Regions from separate parts of the Mus musculus genome. Here all the other regions are linked to region 4. The links are chromatin contacts, called in public HiCAR-type, Micro-C and promoter capture Hi-C maps. All regions are on one chromosome and are shown on one strand. The core of a region is the stretch at or near the end of the contact, and the rest is flanking DNA. Distances in the headings are between cores, read along the strand shown. Region 1 holds the start of Nsun2 (NOL1/NOP2/Sun domain family member 2). Region 2 holds the start of Irx1 (Iroquois homeobox 1). Region 3 holds the start of A930018O16Rik. Region 4 holds the start of Ice1 (interactor of little elongation complex ELL subunit 1).

What was found. Hi-C and Micro-C count contacts between places; a contact is called where the count stands out from the background. HiCAR-type assays count read pairs that join an accessible place to other places. Capture Hi-C pulls out chosen DNA fragments and counts their contacts.
Region 1: a promoter capture Hi-C map of liver shows a contact between it and region 4, with 3 times the contacts expected there. The contact joins the promoter of Nsun2 here to the promoter of Ice1 in region 4. A contact is called at or near these places in 6 of 39 promoter capture datasets (the C10 cell line, embryonic stem cells, hippocampal neurons and 3 more), 19 of 484 Hi-C or Micro-C datasets (CD4 T cells, CD8 T cells, LSK cells and 11 more), 11 of 115 datasets of contacts at active chromatin or transcription factors (the 230-238 cell line, Th17 cells, astrocytes and 7 more) and 3 of 9 other capture datasets (adipose tissue, liver and macrophages).
Region 2: a HiCAR-type map of astrocytes shows a contact between it and region 4, with 3 times the contacts expected there. The contact joins the promoter of Irx1 here to the promoter of Ice1 in region 4. A contact is called at or near these places in 2 of 484 Hi-C or Micro-C datasets (B cells and embryonic stem cells), 3 of 115 datasets of contacts at active chromatin or transcription factors (astrocytes, large pre-B cells and stem cell-derived neural progenitor cells) and 1 of 9 other capture datasets (embryonic stem cells).
Region 3: a Micro-C map of embryonic stem cells shows a contact between it and region 4, with 8 times the contacts expected there. The contact joins the promoter of A930018O16Rik here to the promoter of Ice1 in region 4. A contact is called at or near these places in 7 of 39 promoter capture datasets (the C10 cell line, cranial neural crest, hematopoietic stem and progenitor cells and 4 more), 9 of 484 Hi-C or Micro-C datasets (CD4 T cells, CD8 T cells, Th1 cells and 5 more), 7 of 115 datasets of contacts at active chromatin or transcription factors (astrocytes, embryonic stem cells, large pre-B cells and 3 more) and 2 of 9 other capture datasets (adipose tissue and liver).

Annotation. Positions count from the first base shown.
Region 1 is chr13:69,610,154-69,615,719 of GRCm38.p6, forward strand. Nsun2 (NOL1/NOP2/Sun domain family member 2) reads left to right here and starts at 1,863. Exons shown (of 19, transcript NM_145354.5): 1 at 1,863-2,035; 2 at 2,148-2,305; 3 at 2,785-2,889; 4 at 5,259-5,364. The coding sequence starts at 1,940. It overlaps Srd5a1 (steroid 5 alpha-reductase 1), which reads right to left and starts at 1,310. Exons shown (of 5, transcript NM_175283.3): 1 at 814-1,310. The coding sequence starts at 1,094.
Region 2 is chr13:71,959,782-71,965,273 of GRCm38.p6, forward strand. Irx1 (Iroquois homeobox 1) reads right to left here and starts at 3,942. Exons shown (of 4, transcript NM_010573.2): 1 at 3,432-3,942; 2 at 1-504. The coding sequence starts at 3,707.
Region 3 is chr13:69,531,825-69,537,115 of GRCm38.p6, forward strand. A930018O16Rik reads left to right here and starts at 2,491. Exons shown (of 1, transcript XM_011244606.3): 1 at 2,491-3,627. The coding sequence starts at 2,491. The coding sequence ends at 3,372. Tent4a (terminal nucleotidyltransferase 4A) reads right to left here and starts at 2,040. Exons shown (of 13, transcript NM_198600.2): 1 at 1,664-2,040.
Region 4 is chr13:70,633,430-70,638,938 of GRCm38.p6, forward strand. It overlaps Ice1 (interactor of little elongation complex ELL subunit 1), which reads right to left and starts at 4,205. Exons shown (of 19, transcript NM_144837.3): 1 at 4,088-4,205. The coding sequence starts at 4,168.

The DNA of each region.
Region 1 (5,566 bases), core at 613-3,112, 1.0 Mb before region 4:
CAAACAAAACAAAACAAAACAGCAAAAGATCAATCAACTCATGTACCATAGTGGCCACAGTGGACTTTGGGCAATAGATCTAGAAACTCATTCTTTCTCCTCACTGGATTTAAGAAAGCAGAGGCTATTAACACAACAATGCATTCTCCCAGCCTCTCTGGGAAATGAATACTTTAGGATCAGAGAGGATAAGAGACTTTCCCATGTCCCAAATGTCACAGAACTCAACTTCCTTAGATATAGAGACATCCTTTTTTTTTTTTAATTGTGCACTTTTCAGAATCTAGATGAAAACATTTAAACGTTATTAATAAATGTTGGGTCAGTTAAAGATAAGACCTAGAGACAGTCCAGTCCAGTTTATTAGAAAACCCAAAGACTTGAGGCGGTCACTAAAACATTTTTCACATAACACCTCCTGGGAAAGATTCATACCATCTCACACAGAGAAAGCAAAACATCTCTGAAATTGCTCCAGTCCACATTCGGGGTCCACAGTGGTTCCAGAGTAGGTTGTTAGCAAGCTGAAGCTAGGTCACCTGGCTATGGGACAGGCTACCAGGGATAGATTCCCCAAGGGGGAAACAGTAGAAATGCAGCTTGGATGGCATCGCAGATACTCCTTAGGGCGGAGTCTGCAGATGGGCAGGGAAGAAATCCGGACCACTGTGCCACTATCCCTGACCAGACACGAACTTCCACCGCTTCTGTGCGGTCCTTTCTACCTCCCTTTCTAGACAATCCTTTGTATTTCGGAATTAAGTCTCTGAGCCGCGGGTCCTCGGGAGCAAGCGCAGGAGGGAAGACCATTACCTTTGCACGTAGTGGATCAGAAACATAGCTAGCAGGACGCGGTTAGGCAGGTTGCCCAGTCGGGCGGCTGCAGGACGGATGCACTCGTACAGCGGCCAGGCCATTGAAGGCAGCTCCTGTAGGAACCAGGCAGGTCGCGCGGGCACTCGGCGGCCGGACCACTGCGAGGAGTAGCGGCCGTAGGAAGAGCCCACCATCTGGAGCCCCACGAAGGCCACGAAAGCCAGGAAACCCTCCAGGTAGACTAGCGCATCCAGTAGGCGCAACTCATCCAACTCCATAGCTGAGGTCGAGCAGCGTGCTCCATGCTCGGATGTCCAAGTGGAGCCACATATAAGCTCAGGAGGAGGGCGCAGAGCAGCCCACAAGGGCCAGCGCTCCAGCAGGGTGTACCTGCCCAGGGGAGGGGCGAGCCACCTGCTCGGGCGGAGACAGGAGCACAGGCTAGCACCACCAGAAGATACCCTCCCGCCCGTAATCCAAACGAGAGAACGATTGGGTAAAACCCCGCCCACACAGGGAGCCACGCCTCTTCGGGGGGAGGGCGCCTTAGTCTCGAGCCCCGCTCCTCAGAGCCCCGCCCGATCTTGGAGCGCTACACACATTGGCTGAGAGCTCCTTTGGCTCGCGAAAAGTTCTGCCGGAGCTCCGCCCCCTCAGCGCCACAGCGGAGCACCAGAGCCTCGCATCACCCACAAAGTCCCGCCTACACAGCAAAGACCCCGCCTCTTCGCTCGAAACAGACTCTCGCTCCGCCCCGCCTAACTTGCAACCACGCCCCTCCACAGTCTAACCCGGACAGCGACAGATCGGACAACACTCCATGACTCTCTGCGCACGCGCTACGATCAGGTCGTCCATGCAGGTGCCTGAGTCTCTGTGTAAGACGGGGAGATTCACGCTCAGTGGCGTTTAAGGTTGATTTGAGGAAACACGTTCTCTATAGGAATACCACCCTTTTTTTTGCGTGAGTTCTCGGCGGGAGCATGTTGTGTCTTTCAGGCATATTTTTTGACTGCCTCTGCTAGGACCCAGCCGCGGGGTCCTCGGGATGCAGCCGGAAGTGCAGCGTGCGTGCGGTTTGGTGGGTCGCTGTGTGCGCTCCGCGTGTGCAGCCGCGTGGGCCATGGGGCGGCGGGCGCGGGGCCGGCGGTTCCAGCAGCCGCCGCAGCCTGAGGGCGAGGAAGACGCCAGCGACGGCGGCAGAAAGCGAGGCCAGGCGGTAGGCGCGGGGACGAGAGGGGTGTCTGGTGGGCTCGCGCGTGCGGAGCTTGCTCGTGGGCCGGGTTCGCGGGTGTCGGTCGGAGCTTGCTCACCTGTCGCTTTCCTGGCAGGGCTGGGAAGGTGGCTATCCCGAGATCGTAAAGGAGAACAAGCTCTTCGAGCACTACTATCAGGAACTCAAGATCGTGCCAGAGGGAGAATGGGACCAATTCATGGAGTCACTCCGAGAACCTCTCCCAGCCACACTGAGAATCACTGGGTACAAAAGGTACGTTTGCTGTGTCTTTTCTGAGGTGTGGACTTGGGGGCTGTAGTGCACAGGAACGTCCTCGGTGGGACATTAGAATATGAATAGAAAACGCGACCCGGGAAAGACTTGGGTCCTATGGGGGACCATCAGAGCAGCAGGAATCTTTGCCTCTCTTGCACGTCAAAGTACGTTGTCCGCAAGACTCGTGGCAATTAAAAACTGAAGCTGTGACAAAATGCAGTATTGCTTTTACCTTATTTGTAAGGTGTGTCCAACAGAACAGTGAACTGGAGGGAGTTAGAAAATTGATGGTGTTGCTTTCTTAGATGTTAACAGGGCCTAGGTGTTAAAAAGTCTGCACACCCCGGAGCGCTTATGGAACGTCTTCTCAGAACTGGTTTTACGTTTAAAACACTTGGCAATCTTAAAGCTATTAAATCTTACCAACTCACCTTCTTAGATGACTGTGAAACTTGCTTTTTTTTTTTTTTCCATAGCCATGCCAAAGAGATTCTCCATTGCTTGAAGAACAAGTACTTTAAGGAGTTGGAGGACCTGGAAGTAGATGGACAGAAAGTTGAAGTTCCACAACCACTAAGCTGGTGGGTACAGAATGCTTCCTCGTGCTGGGTGTTTCTTAGGTCCCCAACCCCCTTTAATGCACTTCTCAGCTCTAAAGTCACTGTCGGCTTAAAGAGCTTGGTTGTACTTTCCTTTTTTTTTCTTCTTATAAAGATTTACGTGTTTATTATATATAAGTACACTGTATTCAGACACACCAGAAGGCATTACAGGACTCATTACAGATGGTTGTGAGCCACCATGTGGTTGCTGGGAAGGACCTCTGGGAGGGAGAGAGCAGACAGTACTCTTAACTGCTGAGCCGTGTACCTAGTCCCTGGATGTATTTTTCAAGCATCTGTTTGTCTGTTTTCCGAGACAGGATTTCTGGGTGTTCTGAAACCTGTAGACAAGGTTAGTCTCAAACTCAGATCCACCTGCCTCTGCTGGGTGGATTAAATCCATGTACCAGCATCATCTGCCTTATTAGATTTATGTATGTATGTATACGAGTGCAGGGAGGCTGTCTTCAGGCACATCAGAAGAGGGCACTGGATCCCATTACCATGTGGTTGCTGAGAATTCAACGCAGGACCTCTGGTCTGGAAGAGCAGCCAGTGCTCTTAACCACTGAGACGTCTCCCCAGCCCCCATCATCTGCCTCTTTTCAAGCATCTTAATGTTCTTTCCTGTAGTGCTTTTATTAACATGAGGTTGGGGTACACATGTTCATCAGTGACTCGCAGTTAATTGAGTTAATGAGTTTGGTTAATTGGTCTTGGGTCCAGCTTCCTCCTTGATGTTCCTGAGTTGCTTCTTGAACTTCTTTTTACAATGACCAGTTTTCCACATCCTAGTTTCCGAGTAGAAGGGAAGACAAGCTCTGCTTGCCAGTCTCATCACAGGTTGCTATGGCTTGTGTGCCAGTGTTTCCCAGCGCAGCCTGCCTGTAGGCTCACATTCAGTCAGGCTTCCCCTGTATCCAGCAGCCAGGCACTCCTGCTCCCATGACAGCCCTTTTATTACCTGTGATCCCTGGCTCTGAAGGTGTAGGATTTCATATTTAATACCTGAAATGCTCAGTAACAGCTCAGATGCTCCACACCCTGAGTGAACTTAAGGAAACTTTTAATTATGGTTTCATATTTAAGATTTTTAGGTAAAATTTTCACAAAAGAAAAATATTTTAAGCAGTTTCTATATAAAGGTGAATTTAGTGAGTCTTTTCTGATAACTATGGGTTTTAATTTTTTTTTTAATGATTTTTCATTTTGAGGCAGGGTCTTATTTAATCATGGCTGGTCTGGAAGTTTCTATGTCGAACAGGCTGAACTTCAAACTCAGAGAGACAATCCCCTCTTCTTTTGAGATTGAAGGCCTATGCTACCATGTCTGCATTTTGGCTATTGGTATATTGATGTTGTCTTTTGTTTTTAGGTAATCTTTTGTGTTTTTTTTTAATCATGGAATATCGCTTGCCATTTTTCACTGGCTATTTGGGTTTTCAATATCCTTCCTTACCATGTTAAGCACAGCAGGTCCGTTTAAATGAGTCCTGGATGTCAGACACTAAAATCAGTGTGCAGAAGATTTCTCCAATATCTCACTAGGACTCCAGACTGGTGGCGTCGATGGAATTGCCTCTGGTGAAGCAGGGTTAATATTTCAGTTGTTTTTAATTGTCTGATACATCAAAGAGTGCTGTGTGTAACATCCACAGAAAATTTCTTTTTCATAATTTAGATGGAAATTAACAGAAGTATCTTAGTGCACAACGGTTGAGCAGGGTCTAAGAACTATTTTTCTGTGTCACTTCCAAGTTTCAAGTTTGTCACTTTGAGTCTGTTTTCCAGTCAGCCTGATTTCATTTTCCCATTTGTTACCATGGCTACAGAGATACACAGAACCTCTGTGACTTGTTACAGGAATTCATTGTCCTGTCTCAGGTGTAACAGTCAGTGCCAACACAGAGATTAATTACTGTCCGACCTGCTTAGTTTGATGCTGGGTTGAGTAGGCTTGGTGAGCAGAGTGTCGTGAGTCACATCAAAGCCCTTGTTCCTGCATGTAGATGAATACATACAGGCCAGGTGTAGATAACACCTGTCCCGATCACTGACTTCACAAAGAAGGAATGTCCTCAGAGTGACACAAATGACAGGAGACTTCATTCTTCAGTCTGCATAGCTGATAACAGACTTTGTTAAAACTGAGTGCATTTGTGGTTTCCAGGAATGGGAGGGGGTGTAGGGTTGGGTTTTGTACGCAAGCTCTTTTGTTTCCTTATAGAATTGCTTTTACAGACATACAAAATAGACTAACAAAATCATAATCAGGAATCTATCAAACATGTAACTGCCTACTACTCATGCCTTATTGTATGAAAATGGTCAACATCTTCCGTCTCTAGGTACCCTGAAGAACTTGCCTGGCATACAAACTTAAGTCGGAAAATCTTGAGGAAGTCCCCGTTGTTGGCAAAGTTCCATCAGTTCCTGGTCAGCGAGACTGAGTCTGTAAGTGGGTTCTGTGAGCGCCCTGGGGCCTGAACACTGAGTGCTGTGATTGCACTGGCACTGTGCTTCCCACCTGGAGAGTGGCCATGGTGAGGAGACCCTGGCCTTAGTTTCCTGTGATTGACTAGGCTTACCTGTCTCTGTTGTCAGCTTGTCTGACTGCCTTCTCTTGGTGGATTCACATGGCTGTCGAATCTGAGTG
Region 2 (5,492 bases), core at 2,692-5,191, 1.3 Mb after region 4:
GGCGGGAGGGGCTACGCGCGCCCTAGGAGCCTCCGCCTTGTCCTCTTCGTCTTCGTTGCTCTGGTCGCCATCACGCTCGTCGATCTGATCGATGTCAATGCTCTCCAGGTCGATCTCCTCGTCGTCCTCGGCCTTCTCGGGGTCGCCCTCGGTGTCGCTGCCAAAGAGGGCGCCGTCTTCCTGGTCCTTGCTGCGCGCCCCCCAAGTCACCTTGTTCTCCTTCTTGAGGCGCCGGCGCGCATTGGCGAACCAGGTGGAGACCTGTGTGAGGGTCATCTTGGTGATAATGGCCAGCATAATCTTCTCTCCTTTGGTGGGGTACGGGTTCTTGCGGTGTTCGTTGAGCCAGGCTTTCAGCGTGCTGGTGCTCTCCCGCGTGGCGTTCTTGGGCCGTCCGGGATCCCCGTATTGAAACTGACCATAGGGATAATAAGCAGGCGTTGTGTGGGCTGCGAAGGTCGCTGGGTGCACCCCGGGGTTGTCCTTCAGTTCATACTGAGAGCCCTGAAGCAACCGTAGAGCAAGAGAGAAGAGAGAAAGAAGTAGAGAGAGAAAAGAAATGGGGAGAGATGAGTTTCAGGAAGCTAGGAAAGGAAGACCCGTGCTGCTGTGGACCCTGGGGGCACTTGATTCACCAGCTCAGAAAAGGAAAACGCGCGCGCGTGCTCACACACACACACACACACCACTACTTGGAGAGTCAAGGCAGCTGGAGTCTTAAACTGGATTGAAGGCATTGGGTCTCCACTAAACAGATTTTTAAAAAACTGTTGTTCACTCTAGAAAAACTTCTAGAAGCCTTGGATTTTTAGAACTCAGCGCAAGCCCTGCCCCTCCCCCTTCCCGAGTCTTCCCAGAACCCTTGGTTCCCCACACCACCCCTTCCCAAAATTCAAATTTTCAAGTTCAGCTTACACTAGCTGGAGGGGGAAAACCTTTTCTGTAGACTGATGAAACAGTTTCTCCAAAGTGAAGCACTCAGAATTCAAGGCCCCTCCTTCTCACCCTGAAGGACTCAATCAAAATAAACCATCCAGGGCACTCTTCAGTCTAAATTCACCACCAATTTAAAATGAAAGCAGAGCCCTCTTTTTGCCTCTCAAATTAATCTGCATATAATGGCTCACTCACACTTAGAGGTCTGTAGCGGTGACAGGTAATTTAAAATTTAATCCTGGCCATCCTCAGTAACAATGACAAAACACATTTTTTTTTTAAATACAAAAGAAGAGCTTATCCAGTAAAATATTAACGTCAGGCCCTGGAGCCACAGGCTGAAGCTCAGGGGAACCGGTTCAGTTTCCTGGGCCTCTTCTTGGTTACTTTATCTCTTAAGTTTGACTTTGATCTGCAGCCGAGCAAACAGAAACTGTTTGCAGGCATTTAGAGGCCATGATTTATTTGCAATCAATATTCTTTTTATCATCAGTAGTAAAACACAGCAAGTCAAATTATCCCATCAGGTTTTTGGTAAATAACATTTTATCTTTCTAACAGCCTCGTTAGGCCTCATTATTACCATAAATTGCCCAGACAGACATTCACTCACAATTTTATCTTTTGGGTTCCAAATACTGGATCATAAAAGATTGGAAAGCTAGGCCTCAGCTGAGGGTTTGGATTTAGGCTTACTTTCCAAGAACCCGGTAGGAGACCTGGAGGTAACACAAACACCTTAGGGGACGAATTTTATTTTCCTTTTAGTTTAAAGAGAAAACAAAATTAAACAACAACAAAAACCTCCTGTGGACCTTCCCTACCTCACTACAATGGGAGCAGACCCCTCCCCCACAAGCACACAGGCAGGATTCCCAAATGGCTCACATCTGTATTCAAATTTTTAGTTAAAAAAATCCTCGCGAAAATAATAACTAAATCACCCTCCATCTTCAATTTTTAAAAGGATACAGTTACCAGGTTAGCAAAAAAAAAAAAAAAAAAAAAAAAAAAAGAAGTCGGAACCCTAAAAAAGTTACTAAAAGCTTATTTCTTTGGCTAATTAGTTTAGCGATCGAGGCCGCGCCTAAGAGGCTTCTTTGGCCCGAATTCGTTTGTGCCTCGCCATTGTAAAATGTACATTTCGTTTTTCAAGATTATTTTAGTTGTAATCGTAAAGTAGAAATTCGGCCTCGTCTCTGCTGGGAATTGTTTTTGAAAGGGCACCTTGTAAATCTCTCATCGCTCCCGGGGCATATTGGCTGTCCGAACAAAATGGGGGTTGATCTTCCTGGTTGGGAAGCATCCGAAAGGCAACTGGCTGGCCGGACCACTGAGAAATAGGCTTTCTTTCTAAACTACAAGAAAAGTTCGGAAAATCGCGCTAGCCGCTTTGCTTCTGCACAGTTGGAGGCCAACCTTTTAAAGGAGTCTGGTCTGGTCTGTTTTGCCAGAGACTGGATAATTCAGGGTTCTTGGAAATTGCTCTATCCAGAAGATAGCAGGGCAGCAGGGGGCTGCCTTCCAAAAACCAGTGCCCGCCTCGCAATTTGCTAGCGGCCTCAAGTTTAAGCAGCCCGACCTTTCCGTTAAACCAAGGAAAAGTGATCATTCGGAAGGACAGACAGGCCAATACTCCTGTGGAGAATTAAATTTAAACACACACCCCCATCTGACACCCACTGGGACAGGAGATCGGAGAGCACCATTTATTTTAAGCTCTGGGACACTGTTCCTTTAACTCTCCCTTATGTAACACGGGAAGAAAAGTGCTTTTCTTTCGGCTCAAATGAAAAGTTTGGCAACTTACGAAAGTAAAGGCAAACACCGTTTCGGAAGCCAGAATTTATGTCAACTTAGTATTTCTTAGCCCCGATTCCTATGGTCCCTACACACTCCATTAAGAGACCTCTCTGCTCTGCTGATGTCTATTGTTTGTTGGGATGTTTTTGATCGACTCCGCTAGGTTTAACCGGTTCCTTTTGGCAAAGTCTAGGGCAACTATCTCTGCTCTGCCAAAGAGGGAGAAGGAAGGTCTTCTGGGCCCAAGGGAAAGCTCTTGCGGCGCTCAGGCGAGGCCGGCCGCCAGGTTAGGGCAGTGTTAGTAAAGCGGCCCTGGCTGAGGGGGCCCGGCGGGCCTGCCCTGTCGCACTGGAGGAGCCTGGCGGTTTTGCCCGGGACCTCCAGAGCCTGCCGCGGTCTCAGGCCTTCTCTGGAGGCTTCTCTCCACTAGCGCGCAACCCGCTTTTCGACTCCGGTCTCCAACCTCCCAAGACCACAGTGGTCACTGCCTGGGCCTCTGGGCACTCCCGAGTCCCCAGGGAAAGAGGTCTCCGCCACCGGATTCCCTCTGCAGGACCCTTCTCGTTCCTTTCCCAGACACTGCCTGCGGATCCTCTGTTTCTCTGTTGGGCCAGCCGCTCCCGATGTCCCCAGGCGCGGTGATCTCCCGTGGGTGCGGGCCAGGAGGACGCGCGGGAGGCGGGAGCACTCACCATCTGCGAGAAGAGGCTGAGGTCCGCGGCATAGGGCAAGAAGGCGCTGTAGTTGGGTGCGCCCGCGTACGGTCCCGCCGCGGCATACATGCCTAGCACCGAGGTGACCGCGGCCGCTCCCGCGCCCGCTCCCAGCTCCGCAGTCCCGGGACGGCCCGACGAGGCGGCGGCCGCAGCAGCCGCGGCCGCAGCCAGCACCCCAGGGCGCTCTCCACCATAGGCGCCCGGGCCCGCGGCGCTTAGGTATTGCGGGTAGCCCAGCTGCGGGAAGGACATGTCCGCGGGCTCGGTGGTGGCGGAGGGCAACACTAACTGCGCGGGCAAGAAGACCGGCTGGCGATCCGAGGAGGCGCGACTCGGGGGCTGCGGGCCGCGGGCCGGGCGCGCTCCGGCCGGCCCGGGGGCGGGGGCCGCTCGCTGTTCCTCGGCCCAGTGCTCGCTGGCGGCGCCCGGCTCCCGGCTGCGCCCGTATCCGAGATCGCGCGCCGACTGCGGCGGCCGCCCTCCGCTCGGCGGCGGGGCTCTCAGACACAATTTGAAGTTGATGCTTTGATTGGCATCCCCTTGAGCACAGGCCCCGCCCCTGGCTCCCCTCCCGCCCCCTCCCTGCCTCCAGCCCGCCCTCGCTGGCCGCTCCCGCCCCTCACGGCGAGCACGTGGTGCCCCGCGCCCGCCGGGCCACCTCCTCCTCCGGTGGGCGCGCACGGCCCGTCTGCTGGTGTGGGTCCGGAGGCCGCAGGCTCCTTCCCAACCAGCCCCCGCGGCTTTTGACAACCTGTCGACACCGGTTTACAGCTGTCTGACACCCGGTTTTGCAACGGAGATCTGTTCCCCCATCCCCTTTTAACAAAAGCAACTCGGGGATTGCGTTTCTACAGCTGGGGTGGCAGGGAAAGAGGCCTGGGGCCAGGGGACAGTCTATAGCGAACAGCCTTTCCTCTGTGGCTGGCTCTGCAGCACCTCCATGGGACATATTTGGCTGAAGTGTTCAGATAAATCTACGCGTGGCTTGACACCTCGGATACAGGGTGCGTCGTCTCTCTGGCCCCACTTGGTATCAACAGATACTCTGGAAATTGCTGCCCCCCCCCCCTTGCACTTGGAGAATCGGGTTGTGGCCGGCCGCGCTCTGTCAGCTTCTCCAAATATAAAAACTTTTAAAATGGGCAAGCCAGCTGAGAGGTCGCTGCCTAGCGGAGGAGAGCTCCTAGAGGGTGGGGGAAAGAATTGTAGGAGGGGAAGGACCTTCGCAAGGTAAAAGAACTGGCAAATCTTGCCCACAGTCATCTACCACCCTCTTCCAGTTTGGGAGAAGCCTGAAAGGCCTGGGCTCCTGCGTTTGTCCACTAGGTGTGCAGACGCGGAGAGTCAACACGAGTGGAGCTCAGGTACCTGAGGTGGCGCTGCGACTAGCCAGTCCAACAGGACAGGACAGCCGCCAGTCCCCTGTCTTTGAGTCTCCCACGACACCCCCCCCCCCCATCCCCGCCCAATTCCTATCTCAAACGCTGGGAAAATAAGAACCAGGCAATTTGAAAGCCAGGGGCCTGGCTGCTCTGTTCTCAGGGCAGACTTGAAATGCTCATTCCTCTCTCCTCTCTCAATCAGTGCGGCTGACCAGAGAAAGATGCTTCTGCTCATGGTGCCCTAGATTGGTATTGGAAGTGCAGAACCAAAATGTCCAGAGACTCCTAGTGCCTCGTTTCTTGCTGCTGTCTATAATGTGGCAGAGGCTTGAGTGTGTCACATCACACGGTGCTGGTGGAGCTTCACCTTCAGGGTCTAATTTCAGACTCAGAGAATTAAGGGGTACAGTGACAGGTTTGACAGAGAGCCCCAACATGCATACTGGAATGCTGCTGTCCAGGGCCATTGGGACCCTGGACACCAGCTAAGGCACACTTGCTTGCCTGGTGTCTCCTGCAACATCAGGAAGTCCTCACTTATAGGTCTTGAAATCAGATACTAAACCTTGCCTGTAATTAGGCACAATACAGCTCTTAAAAGTAGTTACTAATTACTAGTGGGAAAATCAGGTAATCTTCATTTTCTCTGCTCTGG
Region 3 (5,291 bases), core at 1,241-3,740, 1.1 Mb before region 4:
AGTCAGGCCTTCATCTCTCTTGGGTGGGTGGGGGAAGTAATGGAGGCTCTCGTGAAAGTTGGGGGCTGGTAGAACCTCATCCCACTGACCCTGCTGACCAAGGACACAGGCTAGGCCACAGTGCACAGAAGACCCCAGTCTTGGACTGCCTGAGCATCCTCCTCCAGAGAGTGGTTACAATGTGCTTGACATAGGAAGAGAGACCCAGACTTGGGGGACAGCGGCTAATCAAGAACTACAGACTTGGGAGTAGGGTGACAGGAGCCAAGTATGAATACCCAGGTGGCAATGTTCATCTGTACCAGGAAGGGAGGGTATTTAAAGAAGGGACCATGCTTGTGGGATCAATAGAAATACATGCCACCCATGCCAACTGCACCCATGCTAGACTCTAAAAGCACACCTAGCCCACAGAGGCACACATACTAACAAAACGCCACAGAAGAACACACAGAGGCTGACCAGCTTTACAGACCACCAGAGAGACCACATCAAGGGACACAACTCTCACCGAGGGGCAGATCATGCTGCTGATGCCTAAGTACCCAAGTGGAACTCTGTCAGAGGCTAGGATCCGTCTCCCGGCAGACACCATGTCCATTACAGTTATGTAACAATCCAGAAACCTCCCGTAGGTCCACGGCCACACCTGTCTCACAAAGTTCTACAAGCAAGCACTGCGGGGGAACTGGCAGAAGAAACCAGGCTCCTCCTGGATTTGTAGTGCATGCTGGAGAATCCCGACCCAAAGATCCAAGGCAGGTGAAACAAGTTGCAGAGGGGACAACTGTTTCTATGTAACACCCCCAACCCCTTAAAGAGTATCCGTGTTCCCCACAGACCTCAAACCGCAAACAGCCCCCTAAGAAGTTACCTCAAAGGAGTCCCAGGGCCTAGCAACCACCCGGGTGGACTTGAACTGGGGATGTCGCTCCCTGGAGTGAGGGGGAGGGGGGGAGGTTAGACGCCCTTTAAGAGCGGCAGGAACTGAGGCAAATCAAGCTCACCAGTCTTGAGACTACACAACCACTATTTTGTTTCTAGATGTTCAGAAATTCAACCAATAGGTTGAATGAAGAGCTTCATACTAGAAAAGTCTCACCTGGGGCAATTCCAGACCAACACCCCCACCTTGCTGTCATTGGGGACATTAAACCGCTAAGGTCCTCTGAGCCTTATGGAAAAATTTTTAAATGAAAACACCTTCCTGTGAGTTCACAGGAAAAAAACCTGAGTACTATTAGGTGGTTTTCAGAAACCCCAGGTGACGGTCTTTCTGTGAACGTCTGCCCAAAATTAAAACGTACGAGGTAACCTCAACACACACAAGACTCCACTTCTAAACCTCACTTGATGGCTAAACTGCACCAATACCAAAAACCTACTGTCTCAAAAAAAGGGAACAAAAATTTTTTACATTCAACCTCACTACACTAAGATACAGGATTTAGCCTACAGGAAAGAACACGCGTAAACGCTTCCCACTCTGACAGCCAGCCCTTGCTTCCCTGCCCTGGAGCAGAGGAAAGAAAGGAACCACTTTCTAGTCTAGCCCTAGGCCTCCATCCCGAACTGTCAATCCCCCCTGCCTGGTGGATCTCGATCCAACGGAGTTTTTAAAGTGCCCGCGCCGCTGGCAGCCCCGCGGCTCGGGCGCACTCACCCCTGGATGCCCGGGCTGTACGCGCGGCTCTTCCACGGCGTGCCGGGCCGCGCCGCCTGGGCCCCGGGGCCGCCCCCTCCGCTCAGCGTGGCCGCGCGGCTGCCCGACAGCAGGTAGTTGAGGCCATACGTGCTGGCCTTGTTCTCGCGTTTCCGCCGACCCGGGTGGAACTGGTGCTGCGGCGGCGAGCCGGCGGGCGTGGAGCCGCGTGGGCCCGGGTGTGCGTGGGCAGCACCGTCGGCGAAGCTGAAGAAGGTGCGGCCGCTGCCGGCGCGGCCGAGCGAGGTGCTGCTGGAGGACGACGACGAGCAGCCGGGACTCTCGGTGCCCGACTCGGCGTTGGACGACGACGAGGACGACGACGACGACAGCGACGGGGACTTGTGCAAGCGTCTTGCGCTGTCCGCCGCGGGCCCTAGCGCGGTAAGCAGCGCCGGGGGCAGCGCGGCGGGGCCGGGCGCCGGCGGCGGGGACGAGGCGGCGGGCGCCGGCCCCGGGCCTCCTGCTGCTGGTGCTGCGCGCCCCGCCGCCCCGGGCGCGGCCGCCGTGTCCAGCGCCGGCGAGTTGAGGCAGAAGTAGGACGCGAAGCCGGAGCCGCCACGGCCCACGCCCTGCGAGGTCTCCCAGATCTGCATCCACAGGGCATTGGCCGGCCCCTTCTGCTCCGGCTGGATCCAGGCCACGCGCGGATCCATCCACGCGCCGCCCCCGCGGGGCCCGCGTCGCCCGCCGCGCCCCGCCCCCGCCGCGCCCCGCCCCGCCGCGCCCCGGGCCGGCCGCGCGGACGGACGGACGGACGGGCCTGGGCCGCGCTCCGGTGCGCGCGGATGGGCGCGGGCGGCGCTCGGTGGGGCGCGCGGCGCAGCTGCGGTCCCGGTGGCTCAGGCGGCGCGGGGAGGGCGAGGGGGCCGCGGCGGCGGCGGCGTAGCGTGCGGGCGGCAGGGAGAGGCCATCGAAGGGGCGGTGACCGGCCGAGGGGGCGGGCCCAGAGCGTCGGGCCGTCAGTCAGTCACGGCGCTCCTGCGGCGCGGCGGCGGAAAGACGCCCTCGGCGGCGGCCGGGAACGGAGAGGGATGGGGGCCGCCGCCTCAGCTCCAATGAGGGGCGGGGAGGCGGCGCGGGGGCGGCGGCGCGGGGGCGCGGCCTCCCTCGCGGGCCGCGGCGCAGTGCGCACGCGCGGGGATTTCAAATCCTCACTAGACAGCGCCGCCTTGGTTACCGCGCTTGCGCACTGCGCGCTCCGGGCGGCGGCGGAGAGACAGTGGCGCGGGCGCATGCAGACCAGACAGACAGGGCGGGGCCGGAGGGGCGGGTGCGGGTCGGCGCTGGGCTGTGTGGGCCGCGCTGCGCGTGCGCAGACACGCCAGCGTGCCGGGTGGAAGTTTCCGCGCCGGCTGGTGTGCTGCGGTCGCGGACCGCCTGGGAAAACGAAACCGCTGCGACTGCACCGGGTCGAGCCCCCGCCCTCCCGCCTTCTCCTCGCGTGCTCTGTACGGTGGAGTGACTGGGCAGAGCCGGCCACGCGTGGCCCGTCGCTCGCAACGCGCTCCACCAAACGCGCCTGCTCTGGCATGCGCCGCGTGCGGGCGCCACGGCCCGTGAAGCCGGAAGCAGCTCTGGTGTCCTGTGCGTTTGGTGTGCGGGTCCAGCCCAGCGGGTGCCCGCTCTGCCTCTGCCGTCCTTGGGCCTCTGCATCCGGGCTCCGCTAATTTTGAGCATAAGAGAACTGCTTCCCTCGTGGTCTGTACCACCGTGGAGCAAACCTTACCAAGTACTTGGCCCTTCTCACACTGTACCAAGGTGGAAGTAAGGGCCAGGTAGCGTGCTTACTGCCTTCAGTCAGTAGCGTTAATGCGAATGAATGTTTTATCTCTGGCGTTTTCTGACCACCGGTGTATGTGGAGATCACAGCCAATGAGCAGAGCCTATGCTTTGTGTGTGGTCACGAGTGCCTGTAATTCCAGCGTTTGGGAGGCCAAGGCAGGACGATTGCAAACAGTACACGCAAGCCCTGAAGCCCTGTCCCAGAGTGTGTTGTGTTAAATACTACGGGAAAGAAAAACAGTTCTTGTTTGAACTCAATTTTTAATGGATCTGGGCAAAAGCGCAAAAGTCTTTGCCCTCCTCCGTCCCTCGTTCCTCTTGGCTCTGCTACTGTCCAAAGACAAATTCTTGCCTCTCTTCTCATTGGTCACCTCCGTCTTTGGTCTGTTTTTAAATTGTCTCCCAGGTGTTTTCCCCATATTCCTTCCTTTGCCCCCTTTAATTTTTAACCCACTCAGCCGGTGATCCCAGCGTCTGATATGTCCACGCATATATGCATACATATTTAAGTTGTTACTTTTAAGAAATCAGATCGTCTATCGCCTCAGAATGTTACTGGAGCTTACTCTCTCACTGATCAAAATGTAACAGCCTTGCTAACCTGCCAGACTCCACCTAGTCTTTCCCCATTTTCTCCAGGTTGTCCCAAAACCTCATACGCACCAGCAGCAAGTGTGAGGCACACTCCTGCCCCAGAGCTTTTACACTGGGTCTTACAGCTTCCCCATTTCTTTCCCTGATTTTACTGATTCGGGCACTCAGAAAGCAAGTTTGCTCCTCCACAGTTCTGGATGTCGGCAGCCATGATGTCTCAGAAGGTTTGTACAAGGAAAATTACCCTGCTTCCTGCTTTCCTCCAGGTGTCTATTATTCTTGGCATTCCTTGGCACTGCTTGTTCAGTCACATCACTAACCTGACTCCATCATTGCATGGCACTTTCACCATGTCTGCCTCTTTTCTTAGGACCCCTGGTATGTTGGATTGGGCACACACTAAGAAATGTCACCATAACCTGAGAACATCTGTGAATATCTGTTTCCTTACAAGGCTGTTCAGGCACCCATGAGAGGGGCTTCTGCACGTTTTGATTTCACCGACTATCCAATATATAGTTTTTCTGTGTTCCCTCTACTTTGTCAGAATGGCAGGCCCCCAAGGAGAGACAGGCTTGTTGTCCTCTTCTCTGCTGGACATCAGCTCTAGGACGGTGTAACACAGAAGGTAGGTCCTCCCACGAGTGTTAGTAGAATGGCCACGCACACTCAGTCCCCTTGCCAGCTTCCAGAGTCTGTCGTCTGTGCTGTCAGTTTTTTCTTCTTAGAGTGCTTTCCTTGGTTTTTATAGTCTCACGCTCTGTCTTTGCCACTGCCTTTAGTTAACATGCTCCTTTGATTAATCAGCCACTAGACAAGTCTTTGTAATTAGAGTAAATGTTTTGTTATATGTCTGGTGACAAATGTTTTATGTAAATCAGGAGCAGTACTGTACATTCATTTCTTTTTCATTTATTTTATTTTATTTTTTGGTTTTTCAAGACAGGGTTTCTCTGTATAGTCCTGGCTGGCCTCGAACTCAGAAATCCACCTGCCTCTGCCTCCCAAGTGCTGGGATTAAAGGCGTCTGCCACCACCACCCGGCTCATTCCTTTCTTTTGAGATTTATTTATTTTTTTTATTTTATGTGTATAATTAAATGTTTGTATGTGTGTATTGTAAGCTCACTGCATGTGTGCCTGGTATCCATGAAAGCCACAGAAGGGTGTCAGATCCCCTGGAACTGAAGCTACAGGTCATGAGCCACAGT
Region 4 (5,509 bases), core at 2,955-5,454:
TTTGGGGGTCAAATGACCTATTCACAGGGGTCACCTAAAATTATCGTAAAACGTGGATTTTTAAATTATGATTCATAACAGTAGCAAAATTACTTCTTTGGAGTAGCAAAGAAAATAGTTTTATAGTTGGGATCACCGCAACAAAAGGAAGTGTATTAAAGGGTCACAGCATTAGGAAGCTTGAAGACCACTGTGCTAGAGAAGAAGTATACTATCCCTCCCAAGTTACCTGTTTCAGCTCCTTCTGCAGTACGCCCAAGGCCTGAGTGCCCATCAATATCAACCTAGTATTGCCAGTTGGACACTGCAGTGTTCCTAATTGAACAATTTGTTTCTCGTCTTCTGATCCAGGTTTATTTATGTTGTTTGGAACTGAACTTCCTGAATAGTGAGATCAGCATCTGAGAATACGAGAGGTGGGGGGCCTTCTGGGTCCTGTGTGCAGGTGGGGGTCAACTGTTCAACAGTTCTAGGAAAGGGAGGGGTGCTCCGGGTTAGGAAAGGGGTCTCTGCAGCTGTCTAACAACTATGTTCTCTCAGCATTCACCATTTAAGCTCCTGGAGCTTCTTTGCAGGTTGAGGATCCTTTAAATGAAATACTTCTTACCAGTTTCCTGTTCTGGGGACTATCTGCAGCCATTACATGCTGACCAACTCTAATGCAAAGTGCAGAGTCTCAAATGTTCTCCAAAAGGAAAGTGCCTTTAACAACTAGTCCCTTGGCTTTAATCTAAAACTGCGCAACTCAATGCTTGCCTAATTTACATAGCACCAAGAGACTCAGGCCAGCAATGGGTTTTGTGACTACTGAGGTTCTAGAATATGTGGCTGCTGGGCTACAGATCAGTAACAAATTAGTACAACCCAAAGGTCAAGAGTACTCTGTGAAACTATCAAAAGATACTTAAGATGCTGGGAAGCACAGCTGCCTTTAGATACACTTCTGACAGGGCAGATAAAAAGGCAACTGTATATTCCATTCTAAAGAAAACAGGGGCCACCGACAGCAAGGTGTTCTGCAAGCAAAGGACTTTTCAGTTCAGAACAGGGCCCCTCTACCCTAAGACTCCAAGTCAGAATGAAGGCCCAGCATCAGAGCAGGTGCAACTGAGGGAAAGACTATGTGGACTTCTTCTGAGGAATGAGAAGTATCAACGGCTTCTCCTGCTATTTCTCTCCAGAGAAATTTAAGCTACACACAGCAAACACTTGCTGTGATGATGTTCAGTCATCTTTCTCCTCCCCACAGGCAAGCAACCTAGTTTCTCTGTAAGTCTTCTTATCTCTTTCTACTCCTCCCTATTCCATGCTTTCTTATTCAAGGGCTCAGACCCAGCTGACAGATTCTCTACAGAAGCTAAAGGCTGTCAGAGTTCAAGTGACTGAAAATACTACCTAACCCCTCCACCAGAAAAAGATTCTTATTATGAACTCCAAGCCCACAGAAACCTAAAACTGGCTTCCAGTCCCTTGGAAGTACATTAGGACATTCCAAATATATTTCACAAATATCTGAAAAATAGCTAAACCACCCCAGTCTAAGGTTTTAAAGCCCAGATTTCCAACAATCTTTCCACCTCAGCTTCCTTTCCTTCTTCCACCACACTTCATGTGGGTACTCAAGGGCTGAAACCCTGGAATCCTCCACATCCTGGACCTGAGAACCATTCAATCACTTCACCCGGCTCTGCTTCTTACACCCAGGGCTTTTCCTGCTATCATTCTGTCCCCTAGAGCTTTGACGAACTCCTCCCTTAATACTCACTAGATCACTTTAGTGAGATAATTTGCCTTTTATCAAACACAGCTCCCATTCGTCGATTCATCTTGTGCCTTCCACCTGTGACTTTTAAGCTTTTCTACATACTTTGCTTTGGTTACATTAATAGAGAAAAGCTTCCATCTCTCAACATACAGGATATAAGCACAGAGCCTCCTAGGATGTTCTACCATCTTGCCAGACTCACTTTGCAAATTAAATACAGAGCTCAAGCTAGCTCTGAAACACTACTGCCTGGAAAGCCTTTTCAGAAGCAACCCTCCTCTTGGTGGGAGCACAGCCCTGGGGCTCTTTTACTCTTGTCTGTGGCTGCTTTCACACCTCAGTGGCAAGTGAGCAGGTGTGAACAACTTCCCAAAGCACAGTTATTTATGATCTTGCCTCTTAAGGGAGAAGGTTTACAGACCAGGCCTATACAGAGCTAAAGGAACCTCTCCTTTATTCCCTGCTCCCCAAAGTGTGACCTGGAGGGAGGGAACAAAGGTGTCCTTGGGAAGCAAAAGCAGCAGCTTCCAGGCCAAAATAAAGACAGGCGGTGGGAACAAGAGACCCAGCAAACGGACTGGATGCAGGCTGTCAAAGAAGGAAGGCACCAGGATAGCCACCAGTTTCTGGCCTAAGCAACCTAAAGAAATCAATGGCACTGCTCACTCAACAGGACAGGGACTCCTGGTGAGCAGTGTGTGAATGCAGCTCTCCAGAGGGCTAAGAAGAATGGGTCACACAGCTGTCTGTTCAAATACCTGCAATGATTCACCACCACCTCATCCAGAGAAGCCCAAGCTCATACAACGGTGTGGGTGTATGAGAACCACACAACCAGGGCTCTTCTGGCTCTTCTGACCTCTGCAAATCCTAAATCTTCAGTCTGCTGTGGCCTCACCGGTCTTCTCAAGCACACCAGGAAAGCAACTACCCCAGGCCTTGAGGCATCCACTAGGATGTCGGGCTTCAAAGAAATCAACCGAACTCGCTCTCCTATAACCTTGTTCAAATACGATTTTTCCAAAGACCAGAAAATCTCAGCAGCCAAAAGCCTGGTCCTTACCCACTCTCCCCTCCTACTTTTGCCTGTTTGTTACCAATATGTTGCTTCTAATGTAACTTTCCTCTTCTCTTTGCGTACATTGTTATAAACTAGCAGGGGATCAAAAAATTTGAGTAAATAGGCTCAAAACACAAATATGGTCCATTAAAGAAGCGTTCCATTCAGAATCTTTTAAGGGAGGGGAGGGTTATAAGATGCCTACACGATGTGGCCTAGCTACAACATGGCTTGACTCTCCATCTTCTCTATGAGAGTGCCAAACCATTTCCTATTCTCCAAGCAACTAGAACATACGAATCGGCGCAGAGACATTGCACTTTACAATAAAAAGCAAACTTCCACAGATAGCTAGCTAGTCTGCATCCCTTATCTCGTCTCACCAACCCCGAGGCTGCCACAGGCTTTGCTCATCAAACATCAAGAAACCGTCCCACTTGTTAAAACCGATCTCCAGAGCTACTTTTCAACATTCACAACTCCCACTGCCTCAACACCACCTCACCAGAACCCCCTGACATCTTCCATTATTTCCTTCCCAACATCTAAAATCCTGTCGAGTCGTACTTGCGCACGTTCATCTTATCCGTGTCCAGGTGGTTTACCAGAATATGAACAGTGCTTAGAACACTGGGTAGAAAGGGGATGAACTGAACGGGAGCAAGGGCAAGTTCCGTTTTGCCACTGACAATAGGTGAATGGAACTCTAAGACAGAAAGCTGTGCGAGTCTCCAGCCCTGAGCACTGGGGACTATTTCTATTGCATCAGTAAAACCTAGAACCCATCTGCAGCGATCCATTGTTAAGAACAGGACATGACACTGTAACAAACTACCTAGACCCACGTATGTTTATTGGACAATTTTAATCAGACAACTAACATGCTACTTAACAAAAGCTAAGCTTGGCAGTATATTAATAGATACGTGTAAGCTAAAATGCAGTTCCGTTCCGGAATCTTGGAAGTCTAGCGACCTGGGCACGCAACATAAAACCCTTGCCTTCAAACAACAAATAATTAGGAGTGCGAGGAGGCCTTCATCACAGAGAGGAAGATTCCCTCCGCGCGTAGACAGCGTCACCCACCAACCAAACTGGGCCCTGCAAACCCTGAGTCGGGAAGACGAGGAGTCCTGAAGAGCACGCTCACTCTGTCCGCCGCCGGCATCGCAGCAGCTGAACCAATTCTGTCCGTGATTAAACAAAGCACCGGCACCCGCCCCCAAAACGGCGCAAAAGGGTCAGCCAGGGATCCTGCGTACCTGCTGCAGGGAGGCGCAGCCCTGACACCGCGCGAGGTCGGCTGGCCCGGGCGCCGCCGGGTGCGTCTCGCCGGGCATCATGGTGCTGCGGCCCGGCCTGCAGGGCGCGCGCTCAGGGGCCCGCTGCCTCGGCCCTGCTCCGCCGCCCCAGCCACCGCCAGCCTGGCCGCTTCCCGCCGGGCGCGGGCAGGTCCATGCGTGCGCCAAGGTCCCCGTGGAGCCGGCCTAGGGCTCAGACCAGCGAAGCAGCCCAGGGCACTTGAGAGCGGCGCAGCCCCGAGGGCCCAAAGCGACGACAGCACACGAGGTCCCCGCCCCACCCAGCCCCGCCCCCCGTCGGGGCTGCCCGCAGATCCGCCTGATCAAAAAGCCAGAACGAAGCGTGGTCGTACAAAAAGCAAAGCCTTAGGACACATCTTGGAAGAGATGAACAAGAGCCAGGGCCTGCCTTCACGAACTGTCTGTGCATCTGTCAGCTGCCTCATTACAGGCCCTGTGTAGACGCCTAAATCCCTTCAGCCTCCAAGGGGCGGGGGTTTTGCGATGTCATTGGCATGCCGACCACCGAAGGAGGACCCGAGCCTGGGTTTGGAAAGTGCGAACGCTTCTTGCAGAGCTACTGCACTATTCTCCCAGTAGACAGGCAGGGAGCGGAAGAAAAACTACAATTCCCGGAGTGCCTCGCAGCGGCAGGGTGAGCACCGCCTGGAGGCCAACCTCTAGGGCTCCATGCTCTGCTACTAACGTGTGGGGTGTGTCTGCACGCAGCCAACCAGACAAACCCCTTCGAGCCGGTTTCCCAGTCATCTTCACCCTTAGGCTGGAGAGGTGGAAAGAAGAAATCCTCATTCAGCTTTAAAAGCCACTTGAAATCAGGGCTTGAACTCTCGCTGACATCCTAGCATTGTATCCACTCTCCTCAGAAACTTTGTTGCCATCAGTATCTGTCTACTAGGAAGTTTCTGGCGGCTCCTCATCTTCTGGTTACAAAGTCCCAATCTCAACAACAGTGTTGCATTTATTAGTGAGGGTTCTCTAGAGTCACAGAACTTATGGGTAGACTCTATATAGTAAGGGAATTTATTGATGACTTATACTCTGTAGTCCAACTCGCCAACAATGGTCAGCAGCAGCTGTGAATGGAAGTCCAACGATCTAGCAGTTGCTCAGTTCCACAGGGCAAGCAGGCAAAGAAGAGAGAGCCTATCTTTCTTCATCTAATGTCCTTATGTAGGTCTCTAGCAGAAGATACGGCCCAAATTAAAGGTGTGTGTCACCATGCCTGGATCTGGGACTTGCTTTGTCCCAGATGACCTTGAACTCAGAGAGCTTCCAATCTTAATCTCTTGGGATTCATAGCCAGTATATGCCTCAAGATCTCCACGATAGGGGCTGGTCAGATGGCTCAGCGGGTAAGAGCAC